2 separate regions of the Mus musculus genome follow, and region 1 is linked to region 2. The links are chromatin contacts, called in public promoter capture Hi-C maps. All regions are on one chromosome and are shown on one strand. The core of a region is the stretch at or near the end of the contact, and the rest is flanking DNA. Distances in the headings are between cores, read along the strand shown.

Evidence for each region. Promoter capture Hi-C pulls out the DNA fragments that hold promoters and counts their contacts.
Region 1: a promoter capture Hi-C map of embryonic stem cells shows a contact between it and region 2, with 2.7 times the contacts expected there. The contact joins the promoter of Hoxd10 here to the enhancer-like site in region 2. A contact is called at or near these places in 1 of 39 promoter capture datasets (embryonic stem cells), 3 of 115 datasets of contacts at active chromatin or transcription factors (embryonic forebrain, embryonic limb bud and neural tube) and 1 of 9 other capture datasets (liver).

What each region holds. Positions count from the first base shown.
Region 1 is chr2:74,690,394-74,697,109 of GRCm38.p6, forward strand. It overlaps Hoxd10 (homeobox D10), which reads left to right and starts at 1,498. Exons shown (of 2, transcript NM_013554.5): 1 at 1,498-2,331; 2 at 3,698-4,713. The coding sequence starts at 1,587. The coding sequence ends at 3,975.
Region 2 is chr2:73,856,239-73,863,430 of GRCm38.p6, forward strand. It overlaps Atf2 (activating transcription factor 2), which reads right to left. Exons shown (of 15, transcript NM_001025093.2): 5 at 6,931-7,000. The coding sequence starts at 6,978. Among named protein-coding and RNA genes, the nearest start is that of Gm10822, 33 kb to the right of the region's middle. Within about 2 kb of position 4,058, at least 41 of the 459 cell types and tissues checked have an H3K27ac peak or open chromatin away from gene starts, as enhancers often do. A contact at or near this core is called in embryonic stem cells, where this site is marked.

The sequences.
Region 1 (6,716 bases), core at 248-2,747, 830 kb after region 2:
CTCTTTATTCCCTTCTTGCCCAAACAAAACCTTGTCAAAGAATTTTAGGGATCGTCCAAAACTATAAAATTTAACTTCTGACAAAAGTATAGCTTTTAATATTTGACGATTTGTGTTAAAACAAAAATTGACCTTCTTGGTTAGTAGCGGAGGGGAAAAATCAATAGTATAATTTTCAATAATTCATAAAGCAAACGCCATTATGCTAAATCTTAACTATTAATCTTATCCTTTACAAAGTCTCGATTGATTTGTTAATAAAATATCTTCCCGTTTGTGGCAACAGCGGGTATAACTCTTTAAAAACCTTCAGAAGCAAGAAAATTACCAAGTAGCCCAAGAATGTAGATGAGAATTTTATTGATCGCCCTGATTCTTCTTAATATGTATTAATAAATTCCACAACCCCTTGTACCTTGCACTTGTCAGAAACCAATGCTTTTACAAAATCCATAAAAGGAAAACATATTTTTCTTTGCAGAAGATCTAAATGACAAGTTTGCTTTGCTCTCTCCTCTTTTTATTTTTATTTTTTCTTCTGGCCCGGTTTTCTAAAACTTGTGGAGTCCGGGGATCAGAGTTTTCCCTTTTCTTTTGAAAAAAAATTTCTTTTTCCCTTCCTTTCTCTCTGCCCTGTGTTATCAGGGGAAGGAAATCTGGCTTTAGCTGTTTCTGGGAGCCGGAGAGACGCTTTCGCGAATAGGGAACGGCTGGCGAAGGATTATCTCCAAGCTAGGAAGCTCCCAGCGGCCGGTCCTCAAAGGTCAGGGTGTGGTTACTCTCAGAGTCAAGGCTCCAGGAGCTCGTGGGTGCCGATTCCCCCCCCCCCTTAGTTCTAGCAGAAAGATCTAAGGAGGGGGTAGCTACGGGCTGGAACCATCATCCGAGCTTCGGGTTTGCCCAGCTGCGTGGTGGCCTCTCGACCCTCGGGGCCCTATTCGCCAGTGCTTCCCCGACACCTTGGTCCAATCTTTGCACTGAAGATTTTCACACAGCCCCCTTTGGAACCCTAGGGAGGGATGTTTCCGAACTAGAGAAATCGGACTCACCTTCCTGGCTGCCCAGTACTAAATTAACCAGCCCGCGCCCCTATCCCTTCCTGGGAACCGGCCCTCTTGGGCGCGTTCTGCCTGGGTATGTGCAGGGAGAGCGCTTCTGTGAGCAGGCGCCACAGCGCTCTGACTTTCCTCAGTACGCGTGTCCTCCCGGAGGCCCCTCGAATCAAGCCTTTCCTTCCGCTGGCGGGGCCCGGTGGCCGGGTGGGGGACTCGAGTGGGGCAGGCCGGCCGGCCAAACAAGCCCCGGGAGACAGGCTGGCCGGCAGCAGAGCTCTGGGCCGGTTGTCTCCAACGCGCACTATCACAGGCGCTTAGTAGATGTCGCTGTTGTCCGTGCTTACGCGGCCAGCCGGCCGGGCTGGGGAACACGTGACCTGCAAGGAGGCTGCGGCTCAAGGCCATTTTCAAATCTCATTGGCTTGGTTGTCATGTGGTCGGCAGAGGCATCCACAATTACACCGGGAATGTTTTCCTAGCGATGTCAGCCTACAAAGGACACAATCTCTCTTCTTCAAATTCCTCCCCAAAATGTCCTTTCCCAACAGCTCTCCTGCTGCTAATACTTTTTTAGTAGATTCCTTGATCAGTGCCTGCAGGAGTGACAGTTTTTATTCGAGCAGCGCCAGCATGTACATGCCACCACCTAGCGCAGACATGGGGACCTATGGAATGCAAACCTGTGGACTGCTCCCGTCTTTGGCCAAAAGAGAAGTGAACCACCAAAATATGGGTATGAATGTACATCCTTATATACCTCAAGTAGACAGTTGGACAGACCCGAACAGATCTTGTCGAATAGAGCAACCTGTTACACAGCAAGTCCCCACTTGCTCATTCACCGCCAACATTAAAGAAGAATCCAATTGCTGCATGTATTCTGATAAGCGCAACAAACTCATTTCTGCCGAGGTCCCTTCGTACCAGAGGCTGGTCCCCGAGTCTTGTCCTGTTGAGAACCCCGAGGTTCCTGTCCCTGGATATTTTAGACTGAGTCAGACCTACGCCACCGGGAAAACCCAAGAGTACAATAACAGCCCCGAAGGCAGCTCCACTGTCATGCTCCAGCTCAACCCTCGTGGCGCGGCCAAGCCGCAGCTCTCGGCTGCCCAGCTGCAGATGGAAAAGAAGATGAACGAAAGCGCGAGCGGCCAGGAGCCCACTAAAGTCTCCCAAGTGGAGAGCCCCGAGGCCAAAGGCGGCCTTCCAGAAGACAGGAGCTGCCTGGCTGAGGTTTCCGTGTCCAGTCCCGAAGTGCAGGAGAAGGAAAGCAAAGGTCGGTATGAACAGAGTTGCCACCCCAGCGGGGCGTGCAGTCCGGTAAAACCTCGAAAAGGGAGCGCTCGGGTGCCCAGAGCAGAGCCCGGGCAGCGGAGCCCAGAGCCCATACTCCGCAGGTGCTGCTCCACCCGGCTTTTAGAAGGGATATCCCTGCCTTGAAAGGGTCGGGGCTTCTCTCCCGCTGCTCCGGCCAGACCTGGCCCCAAGCTGATGGCGCCTGGGCAGAGGACAGGCTTGCCGGGTTTATCAGTCTTGAGCCAGATCCGAAATACAACAAAAGAGCTAAAAGGAGACCAGCCGTTTGTAAACAGGGCTCCAGTGCCCGCTTTTCTTTGGCTCAGATTTGCAGCCCTAGTTTTTGCCTTGAACCCAGGGATCATTTTAAGGTAGCCTAAGACACCGTGTTTGTGTTCAAGGGTTTGCACCCCGCATCCTGCGATCTAAGAGGGAAAGGAAATGGTTTGGCCTGTTGGTGCTTGGGTGGGGAAGCAGAGGTAACCTTGGCTTTGTCTGGCGAAAGTGCCGCAGGCTTTGCAATCTTCTACAAAGGGGGCAAAGGCGGAGGAGGGGGAGAACAGATCTGCATTGCCCACCTAGGGCTGGGGTAATGCAAAGAACCAGGGATATGGGTTTCTAAGAAGGAATCTTGAGCCCCCACGCCCATTTCTGCAGTCTGTCCCTCACTGTCTACCGGGTGAGCCACAGAGTTACATTTCTGGAGGAAGGCTTTTGTGTGAGAGCAAAGAAAAATTGAGGAAATTCTGGGGGGAAGGGGGGAACTGTAACAATGCCCAGTCAGGGTGGAGAAGGGATCCCTGCTTCCTCATTATCTCTTGAAACAGCCTGCATCCCTATAAACCTGGTTGTGGATCTCCTTGTCTGCCTAGGAGGGGTGGGTAAGAAGCGGCCGACTTGGGGCCCTGGAGCAGTAGTGAGATACTGGTAGATGAAGCAAGCTATGGTTCTTTCTGGTGGCCTGACGGCTTAGAATGTTTTTGGGGGGACGGAGGAATCCTGTAAAGTTTGCTATTATAGTCACATTTTGTGCAAGCCAGAAAAGTTGTGTAGGAGAGAGAGAGAGAGAGAGAGAGAGAGAGAGAGAGAGAGAGAGAGAGAGAGAGAGAATATGAGGAGGCAGCCTCTGGCACAGAATATCCTTTCATTCATCGTGTTAAGTATTTAGTTCTAAATTGGTACCAATTTACAATCCCCTTCATGCCCACCTTCGTAAGTGATGTTTAATACCAGCATTGTCCAAAGCAGCCCATCTGGCAGCAGGGTCATGGCCAAGGGTATATTTGAATGGACTGAGAGAAAAAAAAATTCTTGATTTTTTTTTCTTCTCCCTTTAATTTTGTTAGAGGAAATCAAGTCTGATACTCCAACCAGCAATTGGCTCACTGCAAAGAGTGGCAGAAAGAAGAGGTGCCCTTACACCAAGCACCAAACGCTGGAATTGGAAAAAGAGTTCTTGTTCAATATGTACCTCACCCGCGAGCGCCGCCTAGAGATCAGTAAGAGCGTTAACCTCACCGACAGGCAGGTCAAGATTTGGTTTCAAAACCGCCGAATGAAACTCAAGAAGATGAGCCGAGAGAATCGAATCCGAGAACTGACCGCCAACCTCACCTTTTCTTAGGTCTGAGGCCCATGTGAGGCCAGGATCCGAGAGGGGGCACCGAGTTCCAGGCCTGAGTGCTGGAGGACTGGCAAGGCGGAAACAAACCCTTCATTGCTCTTTGGTTTTTTTGTTTTGTTTTGTTCTGTTCTGTTCTGTTTTCCTGCTAGAATGTGACTTTGGGGTCATTCTGTTCGTGCTGCAAGTGATCTGTAATCCCTATGAGTATACATATATATATATATTAAAAAAACTTAGCACGTGTAATTTATTTTTTTTCATCGTAATGCAGGGTAACTATTACTGCGCATTTTCATTTGGGTCTTAACTTATTGGAACTGTAGAACATCCATCTAAACGTATCCATCGCATCCCACCCATCTATCCCGCCAGCAATGTGACTTTTCCATGTTTTTCCTAACATAAAAGTTCTCTGTGTGTGGTTAGCCCATGAACTCATGGCATTTTGAAAACATCCAGTATTTAAAAAAACAAACAACCTATATCTATATATATTTCAAAAGATTAAGAAAACCCACAAGCTTTGGGGGGAGGGGGACTTTAAAAAGCACATTACAATGTATCTTTTCACAAATGAACTTAGCAATTGTCCTTGGTGAAATGGAATATTGATGACTTATGCCTTGTAGCCTTTCCTTGTGGTGCATCTGTGGTTTGGTAGAAGTACAAGCGCAACCTGTGCTTTTCTGTGCATGTTCTGGTCGCATGTGTAATGCAATAAACTCTGGAAATGGGTTTGTTCCTTCTGCTTTCTGAAATGGAAATATACGTTTTGGTGGAGAGGAAAGCCTTTGGGGAGGGTTTCTTCTGACCAAACTGCTCTTCAGGGGGCAGTGGACTAGGGGACTGGGAGGGGCAGGAGAAAGGAGATGGGAGGAGAAAAACTGGAGAAGACCTAGGCTGTTAGAATATGGCAATGATGGGTTTGAGAAGGGTTCGTGATTCAGCCTGAGAGCTCAGTCTTCATAACTGGGAAGACCGTTCTCGCCTCTCCCACCCCCTAATCTTATTAATATAATTGTATTCTCAATGGGATGAGCTTCCCTCTACCCCTGAGCCTGGTAAGTAAGAACCCACTGCAGGCTTTTGCCTCCAGTCCCCCATTTGTGTGTTTTCTTCTCTTTGGTTTTGGTTATGTTATTTTTAATGCTTTCAGTGAGCTCTTGGTGACTTCTGGCTGGGGAAGCCATCTTCAGGGGCTAGGTTGAAACTAGTAATGCCCACCTGGAACCTGGCTGGCCTCCATTGCAGGAACAAGCAACAGCTTAGCAGGGCACTGGATCCAATTGTGCCCCCCCAAGTCCCTTTCTCTTTCCCACCCGCCCCAAGCTCAAGACAACCAGACCCAGTGAAGCCAAGGTTGGGTGAGTTTTCTCATTTTATTCTACCTTGGTTCCTTTCTGAAAAGGATTAATATTCTGCCATTGCCTTTGAGTGGCCCACAGTAACTATTTAAAGGAAAAAAATGAAACTATTCCCCCAGTCAAATCTCTCACTATTTAATTACAAAATGTTCATTTGCAGCCACTGTGTCTGAGCTGTCAGGTGACTGAAAGCAGTTGCAAGTGACCATGACTGCTCAACAAGTCTGTCCAATGGGCCTTTTACATACATGGGTTGGAAAATTCAAACCAACGTCTGTAGAATCCCTGTCATTGAGCCCACATTCATCTTGTGCTACCAGGAAAAAGGGAAGAGGTGACTGAACTCGTTGCCCCAAGTCTGGCCTGTGGTTTTTAACCCATCTTCAAAGAATTTCACAAAACAGGATCCCCCCCCCCCCAACACAGGCCCTTTTCCTCCCAAAGAACGGTGCATTCAGCGTCTCTGAGCTGCCTCGCCCCATCCAGACAGTCTTTGGGATGCTCGGTACTGATTTTTTTAAACCTCCTCTCCCAGACCCCAAATCCTCTCAAATTCCAAGACAGATCCCTTTAGGGACGTATTTTTCTGAGGCTAGCAGAGAGAGAGAGAGAGAGAGAGAGAGAGAGAGAGAGAGAGAGAGAAGTGTCTGATTCCATTCTAGCTTGAGAGGACTGGAATAAATTTGCCCCTGACTTACCTTGGATGGGCAAAAGAAGTAGAGTGATTTTAACCTCTGCGTTTCTCCCAGCGATGTGGGGAGCGCCATTAGTTGCTGATGGGGGGAAACCTGTGCTACAGGAAAGGGCAGGCCCCCTGAAACAAAATCAGAAAGCCATTCGCCAAGGCAATCAATCAGGTCCTAAGTAGCCATTTACCCCCTTTCTTGGCGGGGCTAGAGGTGGGTTGGGAGCCCTCCAAGGGTGCTCTGGGCAACTTGTAGAGCGAGGAATATGTCCTCTCAGCCGCCGCTGGCGTGCGGCTTTTGTCTCGGCTCCCAGGCAGGCTTTGTACCATGGATTTGGGAGTGACAATGGGCATTTCTCTCAGATTCAAGGCTGCCCGGCCTTACCTCTCAAGGGGAAAACTGGAAAGGGGGTGGATCAAGGACCTGTTCTTTCGTCTGGATTTTGAAGACATCTTCAGAATCCGTTTGCAGGCACGTGTGAAAGGCACGCAGCGAACCTACCCTCGGAGATGCGGTTCCTGCAGGCCTCTCTGAGGCTGGGCTAATTCCGGCTAGTGAGAACCGGTCTCACTGGCCTTTAGGTTTTCCCCTCTGTGGCATGTTTTCTTGCAGGGCCATTCCAGAAGGCTGGGGAAAGATGAGGCACCATGGCCATCACTGTCGGCTCCTTGGGACTCCAGTGCTCACCACC
Region 2 (7,192 bases), core at 2,808-5,307:
TGTCAAAATTAAAAGGCAAAAACTCGGGAAATTTCACCAAAATGTTTATTCAATTAGTGCTCTCTTTTTGGATTAGTTTGGCCACAAATGCTAAGGAGCAATAAGAGCTGGAAGCATAGTCTAGTGGTAAAATGCTATGTAGAAGGCCTCAGGTTTGATGTTTGGCAGCAGCAACAATAAACAAAAACAAAAAACCCCTATCTGCTGTATAATGTGAAAATGAAAGTAAACTGTCTTCAGAGAAAAGGAGTGACTAGCTAAAAATATAAGGGTTATATATTTATAAACTCTCATGCAATATCCAAAGATCAAATTAACCATTAGTTACAAAGATAGCAACATTTTTTTTTAAATGTGAAGGACACAGGTCAATCTGACCTTGAGAAATTATCTGAGAAAATTTGAATTAACAAGAAACTTTGCCTTTTCTACTCTAATCCTCTAAGTTTCTACTGACTAGTTAAAATGAGAAAAATGTTATGATGTACGTATATATGTATACATATATATATGAATTGTTTCCTAGATAAACTAAAAAGGATTTGTTTAAAAAAATAAACTCTGCAGACTAATTATAATCATACTACTGGCAGTATTAACATATTTAATTAACACAATTTCTTCGAGACAAAGCCCAATTTGAATGCACAATGCAACAGGTATGCACAAAATTCAAGCATTTCTGTCAACAAAAACAAGAGCCTGAGCATTTATCTCAATCAACAATGTTGGAAGAAAATGAAGAAAAGTTTTTTGGACAGGATCTTATAAGGTAGAAAAGGGTAATGGGCAGACAGTAAACATGCAGAGTCCACAGTAAATTAATATAAATTATAGTAGGTAAGAAATCTGTTTCCAAGGTTTGGCCATATTTTTCAGATTTTGTTAATACTGGGGTGGGGTGGAGTGTTAACGCACGACAGAGTACCTACGTGGGAGGAGTAGAGGACTACTCTGTGGTGTTGGTTCCTGTATGTACAAAGGGGCTCTGGGGACTGAACTCAGGTTACCAGGCCTGTCTGACATGCTTGCTTTAAATGCTAAGTCAGTTCTTACAGAGCTTCCTACGAATCAGCCATCTATGATTTTACAGTTATTTCCAACATATATTATTACTACTACTATTTAATTTGAATGGGTTGAAATAAGTTTTCATGTAATCAGAGCTGTTTTCATGTAAACAGCTCCTTTTGCTACTTTTTGCTTAGCTGAAGAAGAACTCTATTCAATAGCAGAAACTATTAACTCACATACACTCCACTAAGACTTGGGCTAAGTAGATATTGTATTCCCTCTCCCCTCTGAATCAGCTTATGATATATGATAATTTACCACAAAGTAGAGTCAGTTAAAGTGACACACAAAGATATAGCCAACAAGAAAGAGTATGTAAATGAATCTTTTACTATGTATCTAATTTTGTATCTTTTATTCAATTCAATACCACTGTATTCCTCTAAAAACAATGAAGTTAATAGGAATCTCTACAATGTCTAAAAGTTACCTAGGCATTTACATGAGCACCATAGTAAGAATCTTCAAGTAAACTCTGTGCTAATTTTTATAGGCCATTCTTACGTGACACTATCAACAAAGGACATTTGAAAATGTGATAATCTACTGGAAAATTTAAATTAAGTAGAGCAAAATTTAGAGCATTCCATAGAGATGAAAAATATAATTTGCATTACATCACCGAATTGGTGTTTCTAAAATCAATGATCAATTATTGCAGAGTATTGTGATGCATATCTTTAATCCCAGCACTCAAGAGGGCAAAGGCAGATCTCTGTGAGTCTGAGGCCAGATCTACATAGTGAGTTCCAGGACAACCAGAGCTACATAGTGAGACCTATCTCAAACAACAACAACAACAACAACTAATAATAATAAGTACCTTCAACATCCTAAGAAATACTATTTAATATAAAGGGAGAATAGGTCACTGCTAATTTCAGCAAGATATAACTCATGAAGCTGACATTCACTGGGCTGTGTTGGGCAGTGATAGTATACAATATAAATATTAAGTACCTCACAAAATCATTGCCTGAAAAATGTAATACCCAAGACTGAAGTGTTTATAACAAAAATAGTTTATTATTAATGAGGACTAAACTATTAATTAAAGCAAAAACAGAGCGAGCTTCTATTTCATTTCTTTTTTTTTCTTTTAAGTGTGTATATCTGTGGAAGTTAAAAAACAACCTGCAGAGATCAGTTCTTTCCTTCTACTATGTGGGTTCTAGGGACTGAACTCAGGTCCTTAGCCTTACAGCAAGTTCCTTTTTATCCAGAATGCCATCTTTGTGGGCCAATATATAACTATACATTTTATTTGCCAATTCATTCATTCATTCATTCATTCACCCACTCATCTGGAATGAGAATAACTATATATACATTTTATTTATTTGTCTATTAATTACTTAATTTGGAACGAGAATTCAATCCAGTGACTCTTGCTTCATTTTAGCCCTTGTTTCTTAAAGACAACTTCTTATAGTAGTCTTGAATTTGTCATCTACATGTTTAGCCACCACAACCACTTAAAGATATATATTGAGCTGGTAATAGTTTAAGAAACTAATTAGAGATACACACAAATATTTGTGTAAAATGATACTCATCACGATGCTGTTTATTATAATACTAAAATTAATTTCAGAGATCATAATAGAAAAAGGAGCAAATGATAGGACAAGCTCTAGTAGAACACAACAACTTAAAACCATGCTTAGCCATGCATAGAGGCTCAAATGCATAACTTACTAACAAATACTATAAATTTAATGTTAGGAAATTCTCTTAAATAATTTCTTATGGTACACATACAAACATATATTCTAATTTTTAGCTACTGACTCTTTTTCTTCTACTTAAACAAACTTAAATACATTGCTTTTTATTTAAAACAAAAGAAGACAAAAAAACAAAACAAAACAAACTCACTCAGTTCCAGGATATCTTTTGGTTTCTAAGACTGCAGCATGTACATGTTGCACATAATCTCAAGCAAGCACATACATAATACACATAAAAATATATAAATTAATTCTTTTTTAAAAAGACTTTTTAAAAATCTCATGTGTTAGTACTGCAGGTATGATGGCACACACCTTTAATCCCAACACTTAGGAGGCAGAGGTAAGTGGATCTCTGTTGACTTTGAAGCCAGTCTAGTAGTCTATAGAGTGAGCCCAGGCAAGGTTGGTTATATATGTATGGAATTAAGATCATGTCTAAAACTGGGTGTGGGGTAGAGATAGCTTATAGTTTAAAAGTATTTAATGCTGGGGCTGAAGAGATGGCTCAGTTGTAAAGAACACTTGATATACTTGCAAAAAACCCAAGTTTGATTCTCATCATTCATGTGGCAGATTACAACCATCTATAACCACAGTTGCTTCTTCTGACCTCATTGAAGAAGGCATACAAGTGGTTCACAGACAATCCACTAATATACATAAAATTAAAAAAAAAATTAAAAGTGCTTAATGCTCTTGGGGAAGACTGAGTTTGGTTCCTAGCAGGTTGGATGGGTTAAACTGTCTCTCACTCCAGCTCCAGGGAACCCAATGCAGGTTTTTTTTTTGCTTCCAAGGACAATGTACTAACAACCCAACCCAATCTCCCCACCCCCGACACATATACATGTAACTAAAAGTAATACTTCTAATTTTTAAAAAGTGTATATTAAGAAGGGATCACACACAAAATAAGAGCAGCCATTCTATTTTAAGCAGAAAAAAAGTTAGGGCTTTTTTTGAGGCCGTTTCCAAGAATGACTTATTGAACAATATGGCAAAGCTGGTTACTTTCCAAAGACTGCTTCTAGAAGCAATGCGTTATCTGTAGTTATGGTTTAGAGTTCCAATATCCCTAAAAAAATCCAAAGGATTCTTCTCAGGGTGTTAGCATTGGAAATGGTGGAGCCTGAGTCATACGTGGGCCTGGAGAGGTCCCTCAGCCATTTGGGGTATGACCTTGAAGGGGACTGGGTGTGTCTGCATTCTTTGATGTGAGTAGTTAAGTTTTGCTCTAGCTTCCGCCTTCCCTTTCAATACTGTCTTGTTTTATACTTCCCTTGATATACAGGCTCTAAGAAACAGGGTTAACTGAGCATGGAGTAAAAGCTTCTAACATTATGAGTCACCAGGGAAAAGTCTTTGCTGCCAAGTCTGACAGCATATGCTAGAAGAGCCTGACTCCTATAAACTGTCCTCTGACCTCCAAATGTGCACCATGACATGCAGGTGCCCACCCACAGATAAGCACACGAAGTCAATTACTACCCATATCTCTTCTTTAACTTTGTACCAAATCCTAAAAAGTAAATTTGGTTTACCAGAGAGTAAATCTAGTCAGTGGGAATGAAAATCATACTCTAAATTTTAGTTTCAAAGAATTTAAGGTTTTACTTTTTACTCTTAACTTTTAAAAAATGTGTGTAAACTACAGCTCCAAATCAGATATAAAAGTCTATTTCTTGTGCGTCCATCTTTCATTTTGACCATTATTATCTTCTAGTTTTCTTGCTTCATATTGCTCTGTGAATAAACCAACATACATTCTACAGTTAAGATTTTTTCCAGGGGCTGGCAAGATGGCCCAGTGGTTAAGAGCACTGACTGTTCTTCTGAAGGTCCTTAGTTCAAACAACCACATGGTGGCTCACAACCACTGGTAATGAGATCTAACACCCGTGCACCTGAAGACAGCTACAATATACTTATGTATCATAATAAAAAATTCTTTGGCCCGGAGCAAGCAGGGACTGAGCAAGCACAGTCGACCAGAGCAAGCAGAGGTCCTAAAAATTCATTTCCCAACAACCACATGAAGGCTCACAACCATCTGTTCAGCTACAGTGTACCCATATACATAAAATAATCTTTAAAAAAAAAAGATTTTTTTCCCTATCTCTCTGAGCTCCTCATTAATCATTTTATACTTCAGCCACAATAGAAATATGTAGTTTCTTTTTTTTATTTGTCCAATTGTCAAATTTGATCCAACTGTCACACGACCAGAAACATTTCCTCACCAAGCTACTTTAAATGGCATCTGGGCAGGGGAAATAAAGGAACTTGCTATGAAATGAATTCCATTCTCAGAAAGCACATGCAGGTAGTTAGAAAAAGATACCAAGTCCTATGTCCTAACTTCCACACATGTACATGACACATGTACCTCCTACAATAATGATAAATAAGAAGTAAACAAGGGGCTAAAAAAAAACTCTCAGTGATTAATAACACTTGATGCTCTTCCAGAGAATCCAGGTTCTGCTACCAGCACCCTCATGGTGACTAACCATCTGTCACTCTTGTTCCTGGGGGATTTGACACCCTGTTCTTGCCTCACTACTCTGGAGGTTGTAAGGTCTAAAGTTGTGAGATCCTAAACACTTCACAATGGCTCCACCTCCTCAAGTATATTAACATATTACTTTAGAGGTTAAGTTTTCAATACATAAATTTCGGGGGGGGGGATCCAATCAAATCACAGCATTCCTGTTATATAATCAGCATTTTCTTTATAAATTTCCCAGTACCTAATCTAAAATATTAGTTAATAATCTTAGAAAGTAGATAAAAACAATTGAGAAATCTTATATTGTGTTATCAAAGAATCCAGAAAAATTTGTATATGCTATGAATCCACTTATATACAGTCTGAAGAGTACAAACAAGTAGTTAGTAGCCACTGAGTTATCATCTGAGTTATCATTTTTACAGTAATGGAAGGCAGATCAGTAGTGGACAAAGGCCAGAGAACTTACAAATGGGTACAAGGAAACTTTTGGAGTGATGAGTAATATTCACCCTCATGACTGTTGTAACAGTTCTATAAGTATATGTATATGATAAATTATAACACTGGGTAAGGTGATGTACCCCAGCAGGTATATCACTTCTAATGACCTGAGCTTGATCCCCACAAAACCTATCAGGTATGAAATGAGGGAACCAACTCCTGTAAGTTGTCCTTTGACCTCTACATAGCTGAAGTGGCACATGCACAAATAAACATACACAAGCACACATATAACTCACACACATGTGAACAAAATCAATAACTGTAAAACAATAAAAATCCAAATGTACCAAACTGTGACTTATTGTGCAGTTTACTACATGCTGATTATATTTTAATTTAAAATACCAACTAAAAATAAATAAAAACCAACAAAGTACTTTAATGTCTCTGACTTATACTCTATTAAGTATCTGTAAGTTTACTATCCACTAAAAATCAAATTTTCAGGCTGGAGAGATGGCTAGGTGGCTACGAGGACTCACTAGCAGTGATTCCAGAGGTCTGGGATCTGATGCCCTCTTTGGGCATGTCACTGACAGCATATTTATATTAAAAAAAATTTTTTTTTCTAAAAATAGATTCTTTGTTAGTGCTTGTAGTTAAAAGATTAGGGTAGTGGTGATAGTATTAGATTAATAATTTCATAACAATTAAAAATTAAAATATCTCCTGAAAATGCTTCCACACATGCTTTAAAGGTGTTAGACTTCAGAACATTAATAGATTAGTGATGTCTGATGTAGTTATTAGTTTATAAGAGTTCAAATAACTAAAATAATTTCTAAATACAGTAGTAGTACATTTTTGATTTCCAACTAGGTAGTTTAACATTAATTTTCAATGAACATAAATCAAATAATATAACTTTAAATCTTCGGTTTCTGTCTATAGTTTTGACCTTTATTATAAACTACTTCCATAATACCACACTGTCTTTTCTAGAACTAGAAGAGATTATTAAAGAATTTCTAAATGTTTTTGTTTTGTTTTTATCTTAACTCTAATCATAAAGAAAATCACTGTAGTAAAACCTTAATGACAATATATTCTAGCAATGATTTAATGAAAAGAAACGTACAAAATTATTCTAAGTAATGGATATGTTACCTGGCCACACCCAGGGGCAGTGCATAGAAAGGGTTTGTCATCACTCATATTCCACAGGTCCGTGTTTTATCTGTAACAAAGCACAAATCAAGAATGAGGTGTTCTGTGGTATGTTTCTGAATGTAGAACAATTTCAAATATAAATCCTAAGATCCAATTTCCACCAAACACTTCTGTTTTCTGTGGGAGCCCATGTAAGAAAGCTGTGAACTTACTGTGAACTATGGATGGGGTAGAGTGCAGAATATTTTTCCCACAAGAA